Linked DNA regions of Anser cygnoides: region 2 is linked to region 1. Evidence: chromatin contacts called from public Hi-C data. All regions are on one chromosome and are shown on one strand. Each heading gives the region's core, a stretch centred on a gene start, on an enhancer-like site or on the middle of the called end of the contact. The rest is flanking DNA. Distances are from core to core; before and after follow the strand shown. Region 1 overlaps MAML3 (mastermind like transcriptional coactivator 3). Region 2 overlaps MAML3 (mastermind like transcriptional coactivator 3).

The links. Hi-C and Micro-C count contacts between places; a contact is called where the count stands out from the background.
Region 2: a contact with region 1 is called in a Hi-C map of liver, with 4 times the contacts expected there. The contact joins two enhancer-like sites. A contact is called at or near these places in 2 of 7 Hi-C or Micro-C datasets (both in liver).

Annotation. Positions count from the first base shown.
Region 1 is chr4:41,031,425-41,035,574 of Taihu_goose_T2T_genome, reverse strand. The region is part of intron 2 of MAML3 (mastermind like transcriptional coactivator 3); the gene reads left to right. Among named protein-coding and RNA genes, the nearest start is that of MGST2, 60 kb to the right of the region's middle. Within about 2 kb of position 2,299, at least 3 of the 3 cell types and tissues checked have open chromatin away from gene starts, as enhancers often do. A contact at or near this core is called in liver, where this site is marked.
Region 2 is chr4:41,150,238-41,154,387 of Taihu_goose_T2T_genome, reverse strand. The region is part of intron 1 of MAML3 (mastermind like transcriptional coactivator 3); the gene reads left to right. Among named protein-coding and RNA genes, the nearest start is that of MAML3, 56 kb to the left of the region's middle. Within about 2 kb of position 2,122, at least 2 of the 3 cell types and tissues checked have open chromatin away from gene starts, as enhancers often do. A contact at or near this core is called in liver, where this site is marked.

The DNA.
Region 1 (4,150 bases), core at 1,050-3,549:
CTGGACCGATTCTGGAGCGTTTTGGACAAAACAAGGCCAGAATAAGGCACTGGCTTCAATTTCACATGTGGCACAGCCCAGGTTTGAACCGGAGAAAGATTTGTGCAGGTTCCACGGGTGCCTTGCTGTCTGACGCCACCTTGCTTTTGTTGTGCTGTTATTTTTGGTCGCTGCTTATTTCTGCATATCAAACAGCTGAGAGAAAAAGGCAGGAGAGCACGGCCCAGGCCTGCGACCTCGCTAAGCCGGCTGGCCCACGGACCTGCAAACAGGACCGGGCGCACGGGTGTCACTCTCTGGTGGAGCTGCTGATGCCTGCAGGTGGATTTCCACTGAGCAGTGTCAGGGCTGGCTCCCTGCAAACCTCATGCCCACCAGGGAGGACTTCCCTGAGCCACCCGTGTCCAGTTTGTTGGTTTGTTTTTCTTTTTGCTGCTCTAGTCCAATGCTGATCCCACATGCATGGATGGAAACGACCATTAATCTATATTAGTGGGAAATCGAAACCTGTCATTTGTAAGATTTTTTTAAATTTGTTTAAAAAATGATCTTGTATGTTCCTTGGGTTCCGGTCAACGTTGCAGTCTGCGTGGTTGCTCTGTGATGAGGCTGATATGTGCATGGGATTTTCGGCTGTTTTCATCTGGTCCCTGCCTTTCTAGAGACAAAACTTAGGGGTGGGGGTTTAAGTCTCTCCAACGCAGTAAGATTTCAAAGCAGATGCGGTAGATCGATTGAGCTTTGCCTTTGCCTTGTCTCAGAAGAAACAAGCCTGGTGCTGCAAATGCAGGACGGGCTCATGTCAGGGGGAGTTTCTGTTGGGGCCTAAAGGAAGGCGCTCTCTGGCAGCCCGAACTGGAGGCGGCGTGTTGGTCCCTCGGCAGCAGGCACTCACGCCGCAACAAGCGCTGGTGACAACGAGTTATCCCCAGTAAACTCTCTTTAAAGTATATCCAGTTCATTTGACGAGAAGCCGTATTTTGCAGTGTGAAGAAGGACTTTTACTCCCAAAGCCCTTTCCTGCCGACCCAGGAGAAGGAAGAGAGCTGACACCGTGACAGGAGCTGACTCACAGCACCTAGTGTTCGTGTTCCTCGATTTCAGACGAACAGCAGGTTATCGCCAACATGCACAAATGTCTTTGCAAACACGTTTAAAAGCGTGCCTCTGAGCCCGAGGGGTATGAGAACAGGGCTCCTTTTTCCTCCTCTCTTTTTTTCTTTTCCACTTGCCTTGAAGTAATCACCTATATTTAGGACGGTGACACGATGAAAGATGTTTATGTGTTTTTAGCTAAAGCTGGAAATTGCCTTTCCGGCTCCCACCGAATGGCAGGACACTAACGGAGCCTCCTTGTGCTTTCATCCCTTTTGCCGGGGCTGTTCTCATTTTGGGGCTGGAGCACGTGCAGCATCGTTCCCACCATGTGGTGCTGAGCTCACAGCACCCTCCGGCTGGCTGCCTGCACCCAGCAGCCCCGGAGGAGGACGAGGGGAAGGCCGCAGGACGAGGTGTTATCCCCCGGATACCTGGAGCAGGCATCGCCGGCTCTGCCCCGTCGGTGGAAGCCGCGGCGCTGCTAAATCCTGCCCGCTAAGGAGCTGGGGCTTTTTAATATTCAAGTGCTCAGTCAAAGAAAGTAAACAGACATCTCCTTCTGCAGGGAATTACTAGACAAACGTCTCCCTCCCCTCAGCCTCCTTCCTTCCTCCTCCCTTCCATTTAAGTGTAGGAAATTCTGCTTGCTTTATTTGATAAAGAGGAGGAGGGGAAGGGACATGTACTGAATCATGGTTAAGCTGCTGTCTTCTACCCCAAGACCTTTCAGTCTGGTTGTGCTTCATTAGTTTGATAAGCAGACACCAAAAAGGGGGAGGGGTGCGGGGCTTGCGTGAGGGGATCTGCCTAGGGGCTGCCCGGAGGTTTAAGAAGATGAACTGCTAATGATGTTGAAGCCGTACCTTTTTGGGACCTCGGCTCCTGGAGGAAAAACGGGCCCTTTTCACTAATTGTGTTGCGCTCAGTAGCGTGATGGAAAGGGACTCGCAAGGGAGCGAGGAGGAATGAATGCAGGCTGGGCTTTCCCCCCGAGCAGCCCCTCTCTGCTCCTCCCCCAGCCCGCCGCGCTTTTCTTCAGCAGGATATCTGGCATGAAGTCATCCCAAATATCAGGAGATAGCATTAGGAAAAGAGATTAATTCGGTGGGTCATTTATTTGAACAGTCTGGCGTGATCCTCGCAAACTAAACATAGATTTTAATGAACGCTGTCCGCATTGGCAGTGCAAATGTTTTGATGAACAGCTACCAGAAGGACTGCGAGCCTTGGATCTGGCCCCGTGCATGTGCAAACACACGGTCCGAGGACTTTCGAACTCGACTCGCTCTGATCCCGTGCCAGCTCCCTTCCTCCCTGGCAGGTTCGTGTCCCAGCAGCAGGTAGCTGCGTCCCCGCGGTGCAGCCGGCCGTGCGGTTTGTCCCCCCGGTGCTGTGGGAAGGGGTCAGGTGCACTCATTTGGGGTAGGGGTGCTTGGTGGGGGATGGCTCTTGGTGCCTTGAATCCCACCCCAGTCAGCCCCACACCCGGCAGGGCTCCTCCTGCCTCGGAAAAGGAGCCGGAGGCAGCCGGCAGCGCTGCTTGCGCCTTGCTGGTGGGCACGGGAATCCCGAGCCCTGCAAAGGACGGGCCTCTAGGCTCAGAAGGGACCTCTTTAAGCTAAGCAGAGCATCGTGGTAGAGTCGTCTATCCCTGCCCCAGTCGGTGGACGTCTAGCCAGCTGCGGGCAGGGGGGAATCGCCTGAAGAGCGGCTCAGCAAAGGAGGCACAGGTGGAACTGCAGCAAACGTGAGGTCTCCCCAGCATCAAGAAAAAAAGAGCACAAGATTTGTAGTGTCTCTGGAGCACTCCAGCAGCACAGGAGTGGGCAGCAGCTTTAAAGCAAAAGGAAGTTTTGCTTTGCTTTGCTTTGCTTTGTTTTGTTTTGTCTCCCACCTTAATGCGCAGAATTCCCCGCCGCACGCTGTTGCAGGGGCTGTGCGTAAAAGGCACGGGATAAATGCACGGAGGAGAGGTTTGCAGCCGACGGTGAGAGCGTGCTAGACAGATGCAGTCTCCAGCACGGGAGGCTCCTAATCCTCTGATTGCTGGAAGCTGGGAGGGCTCCCAGGGGAAGGCTCGCTGTACTCTTCCCCTTGTTCCTTTTACGCTTTGCCTAAGCGCTCACGGCTGGCTGCTGCCAGAGAGAGGATCCTGAGCTGAGGAAGCCTTTACCTGCGAGCCTGTCGTGCCGTGCAGCTGGGGCACGAGCTGCAAGGCCATGAAATAAACGCCGGCGGTGTGCGTTGTAAACCGCTTCGCAAAGGGAGGTGAACGTTTTCCAGGGCGCGGCGCGGTGGCGAGACGGGCCGTTTGAAGTTGTGACCAACTGCTTCTCTGCCTTTCTTTTCAGAGACGCCTTTATGTAGTGGGCGACACAGACAGCCGCAGCAGTAATTTCTGAGCCCAAAGGTCACCGGAGAGTTTTTCCTGCCTTCCACCCAGCTGCCTGCCAGCCTGCCCTCTGCCGCTCAGAGCCGCAAAGAGGGGACGACCAGGGCAGCTGGTGGCTGCTCCCGCCCCACCGCAGGGAAGCCTCTCCCTGGCCTCCCTCTCGCCCAGCACACGCTGTGCTTCTGCCTCTGCCCCGACCACAATCCCTGCTCTGCCAGCTCACGGCAGGAAAGCCGGAGCCGGGGGGTGCAGCACTGGCCCCGCTCGTGGGGGGGTTACTGCCTGGGCACCTTGCTGCCTTCCGCGCTGATGGGGCTGGTAAACCCGTTTTGCCCTGCGGTCGCTCCTGTTTGCCGTGCCCTCTTGTCATTGCTGTTGACTCATCAGGCTGAAGTGTCTGAGCTTAATTGAAGCAGTAACAATGCAATCAACATTTCTCGCTATTTTTATCTGCGTCTCCCCCTCCCCGCTGGTTTTTCGGCTGCCTGACGCACTATTTCTGGGGCTGAGAGCTTGGCAGCCTTGCCAAGGCTTGCACCGGGGGGAAACTGACCTGGAGGGGGAACAGAGCCCGCCCAGGGGAACCAGGGCTCGCCCTTTCTCTCAGTGATGCTGGACTCCCCGCATTACACTCGTCATCCTTGCCGTGCTCCCCGTGCC
Region 2 (4,150 bases), core at 873-3,372, 120 kb before region 1:
ACAGACACATGATTTACACATTAGACCACAACCTGTGATGGGTTACCAGCTAGTGAAAACTGTGTGTGTAACATAAACATCTTCAATCAGTTTTTGCTAAAGCTTGTAAGACAGAGTATGTGAAGTTTCCTTGAAGACCTTTGGAAGCTAAAGGTTAGAGAGGGGAGGAAAAAAGAGAGGGATGAAGATGGAGCTGAATAGGCCACACACCACACTGCATTCGCTGCCCAGCTGTACCCAATTCCAGTCAAGTGTAGCTTTATTGCAGGCAGACCACGTCCTGTGCTCTGTCTGATACTGCTGTGCTGGTACGCACGGCACAGCTTCTACGTACAGCCCAGCAACACGTGAGCTGTTCTGAAGCACTTATTTTGCTTTCGGTGAGTAATAACTGAGTCGCCAGTCTTTCAAGTGACTGACTTTTCCAGTAGTGAACACGTTCTCTTCCCCTGAATTATGAAACGAGCAAAGTTTGTGACACAAATACCAAGGAGTGGAGGAGGGTGAGCAGGTCGGTTTTGTAAGGCACCCATGGCTCAGAGATGGTGCCCCAGTATTTCCAACAGTGACAGCAGAGTTCGGAGACCTTCACTCAGTGTGGGGCAAGGTAACTTTGAACTCCACTTGTCTTCATGCCCAGCACTGCTGGCTTTCTGTTGCTCTTCTTTTTACAACGTGTAAAGAGTCCATTTCCATCAGTTCCACAATTCTCTGCTGGCCAAAATGCACCCAATCTCCTGAAGTGCAATTGAGGGGGTAGGGCAGATAGGAACTCCCTACGACAGGATTATGGTGGATGATTCATAGAAATCACAGTGGGCAGAAAGAGCGGGCCCAAGTTCATGGCTTTCCTTTCATAGACCAGAGTTGCCCCTGAAGCTGAAAAGTGGGGGCTCTGTTTAGCAGCATCACCACCCACTGTTTCCAAAGATGTTCGGCTTTGCTCAGCGGCCTCCCTATTGCTGTAGCTATAAATAAGTACGTATCTTTGTGTGTGTGATTTGTTCGTGTTTAAGCTTATATTTAAGCCGAAAGGCTATATATAACAGGACTCTATTGAAGAAGACAAAATCCTCATTGTTCTGTTCGTGTTCTATCTCAGTGTAACTTTCATCTTGGTGTGCATGGGTGTGTGTGCACGCAGCCATACATTAACATGAGCAGACAGACACAGGATAAAAAATGATGTGGATATTCTACCCTGTTTCTGTAGTTGGGTGTTGGTGTAATTAGCTTTCATGACGTAAACAGAACCATTTTTGTACGGTTGGAGTAACAGCATGGCAAAGCCCCATCTGTTTGCACCGAGACTACAATATATGTATGTGTATTGCTAACTTTGGTCATTCCAAACTCACTTTAGGAATGTCACTTTCTAGACCTTACAAAGTGCTTCTGAAGCTGGTTTCCTCTAGGCGTTTAGTATGTAACCATATTTTAGCTCCGGCAAGCTTCACAATGCTTTTTTGTTAACTAGACGGTTTCACTATGATCATCGTATAGAGTGGCTGTGCTTTTCTGGGTATGGGAAGGCTGGTCAACTTTATATAGACCAAGGAAAGTAGCTAGCCTTTATGGTGGTGGTTTAAAAAAAATAAAAAGGAAGAGGGAGTTATTGGCATGGTAGCTGGCAAATATTTAGACATTGTGGATCACTTGCCAAAAAAAAGTGTGATTCTGGGTGCCCATCCTTTGCGCAGAAAAGGCTGCTTTGGAAACTTGCCAGGATCTGAGGGGTGTTCCTGACTTGCTGGTAGTGGAGCAGGTTAATGATTTAAGTCTGTAGTATTTGTGGTTGCTTTTGTTGGTTACAAAGAGCCCAACACATGTTTTGGAGTGTAGTTTCCTCATTGCTCTTGCTCTCTGCAGGCTCTTGAGAGAGCAAACGAAACTGGTTAGAAACCGGGCATCTGCCGCTGCCAAATTGTTGGGGAACACCAGCACCCACCCCGCAAAGCGAGGCCGTGTGAACTCTCTGCCACGCTGCATGGTGGTAGCTACCAGGGAGGGATTTTCACATGGCGGATGCTTTTGCCTGCAGACGTGGGGTTAGTTATTAGCACTCGGGGGTCCTGTACCTCAGGGAAATCTGGGGCTTCGCACATTACCTGGCCTCAGCCAAACAGTGAAATGACTATGTGCACGCGCTTAGGAAATACCAGGTACAGCGTTGTCAGATTATACCTCAGTGGGAAAGTTGTGAGTTAATGAGGCTTTACCTCATATTTGCAATGATCTAGGAATGCGCAAACAATTACTTACTGTGGCTCATCTGAGTCCCGGTAATTTGTTATGCTTGTAAACTTGGCTACTTTTGTGAGCTTGCAGACTAGTGAAATCCACAGCCTGCCTTATTCTGTATTTCTTTATTATTATTGTTATTTATTTTAACTGATTTGACATCTGCCTGTTAATCAAATGGATATGTTTTTTTAGGTTGGTGAGAACACTTTACTGTTGGATTAGCTGTTTTCAGAGAAAATTATTATTTTTCTTAGATACTCGCTGAACCTAGGGAAGGAGTCTGTTATTTCTTTTTTCTCTGAAGTCATAGGTAGCAAATGCTTTTTCTACTGGGCATAAATAATAGCTGGTTTCACTACTGCTTGCACAGAGGAGTCCCATTCCATGGGGAGTGTTGGTGTTTCTGGAGTCGAAATGGCAGAGAGAGGAGTCTTAGCCCCTGTATATTTGCACAGCACTGTATTTCCAAGGGTGTTTCTGTCTGTCGTTGCTGTTTGATCATCTTTTTTAAATTAACAAGAACAGAGGGATGGGAGAACAGCATCCAGACCAGAATCCACTGCCACCAGGTGCTCGGTGGCACGAGGCGGAGGAGCAGTGAGGAAGCTGGCTCACGAACGTGCTGCGAGGGATCAGCTGAAGGCGGACGGGCTTTCAGCATGCTGACCAAGTGTCAAGGCTGCAAATGGGATTACAAGCCAGTGACAACTGTGGTGGCTGTTGTTCTGGGGACACCTGTTCCCTCAGTGCTGGATGCAGGCTAGCATCCACGCAGGATGTTGAGCAGTCACCAGATGGCAATGGCTTTCAGTCACTGTGCATTTTTTCTGGATTGGATCCAGCAGTGTATAAGGGATGCTCTTTGCTAGCAAAACAGCACTACAAGGGACATTTAGCCCTCAAAGGAATCCAGATAAAGAGGTTTGTTAATGAACCACAAAACTCCCATGTGGAATGAGTATTGTCACTGAAAGTTAACCAGGTGCCAGGATCTAAAACAACCACTTGGAAACAAATGGTTTCACCGTCCAGTCATTAATGGGAGCTGCTGCATGACGAGGAAGCTGTCCATAAAAGTTAAGACCAAAATGTTGCTAGCGTCCGAGTAACTTAGGATGGGTCAGTATGTTTGTTTCTGGTAGAAAGCTGGATATGGAGAAATGCCATGGGCACCTTGGGTAAACACACCCTGGTTAAATTGGTAAGAGCTTGTGTCATTGGCTTACTGCTACTTTTGTCAGTGTGTTTTAAGAGTTGTTTCTTTCGAGTCTAGTGGAAATGATTCTTCTTGCTGGAAGCCTCAATTTACTGGACAAAATGTGGACCCCGACGGAGGGTGGCGATCAGTTTGACTGTGGAAAAAAGGTTCTGTTGATTTCTTCCCCCTGTAAGTAGTATGGTTGTATGGCTTCCTGCAGGACACTGAACTGCTCGATATTTGGGAAGTCCCAGGGTCCAAATCCCCAAATGGAATGGGGAGGGTGGAATGGAAGGGGAGTCCCTTGAGTGGCCTAGACTTAACAGAGCGTCTCCGAAGTCACTGGAGCATGCCCTTTGCTGGCACAAGCAGCTCAAGCTTCATCAACATCATACGCCCTTATCCTCAGAAATGTAAATCAGCAGAGCTCCCTTGGCCCTGAGAGTGTTTTAGACCACTGTGAAATCCAGAACACTTCGTAAATGGTGAAGAGGCAGTGATTTACAACAGCCAAAACATCCTCCCACTGATGCCTATGCTGCCCATAAATCTCTGCTTCCTAGGTACAACGGTAACACTTCTGTTATGTCTCTCTGTTCTTTAAATTGTTCCGTTTGGCACGCAGTTCACAATAATTCTCTTGAACACATTACCGTTTCTTGTGACACCATAAATCCTTTTTTAATTCTGGCCATTTGTTGCCTTCCC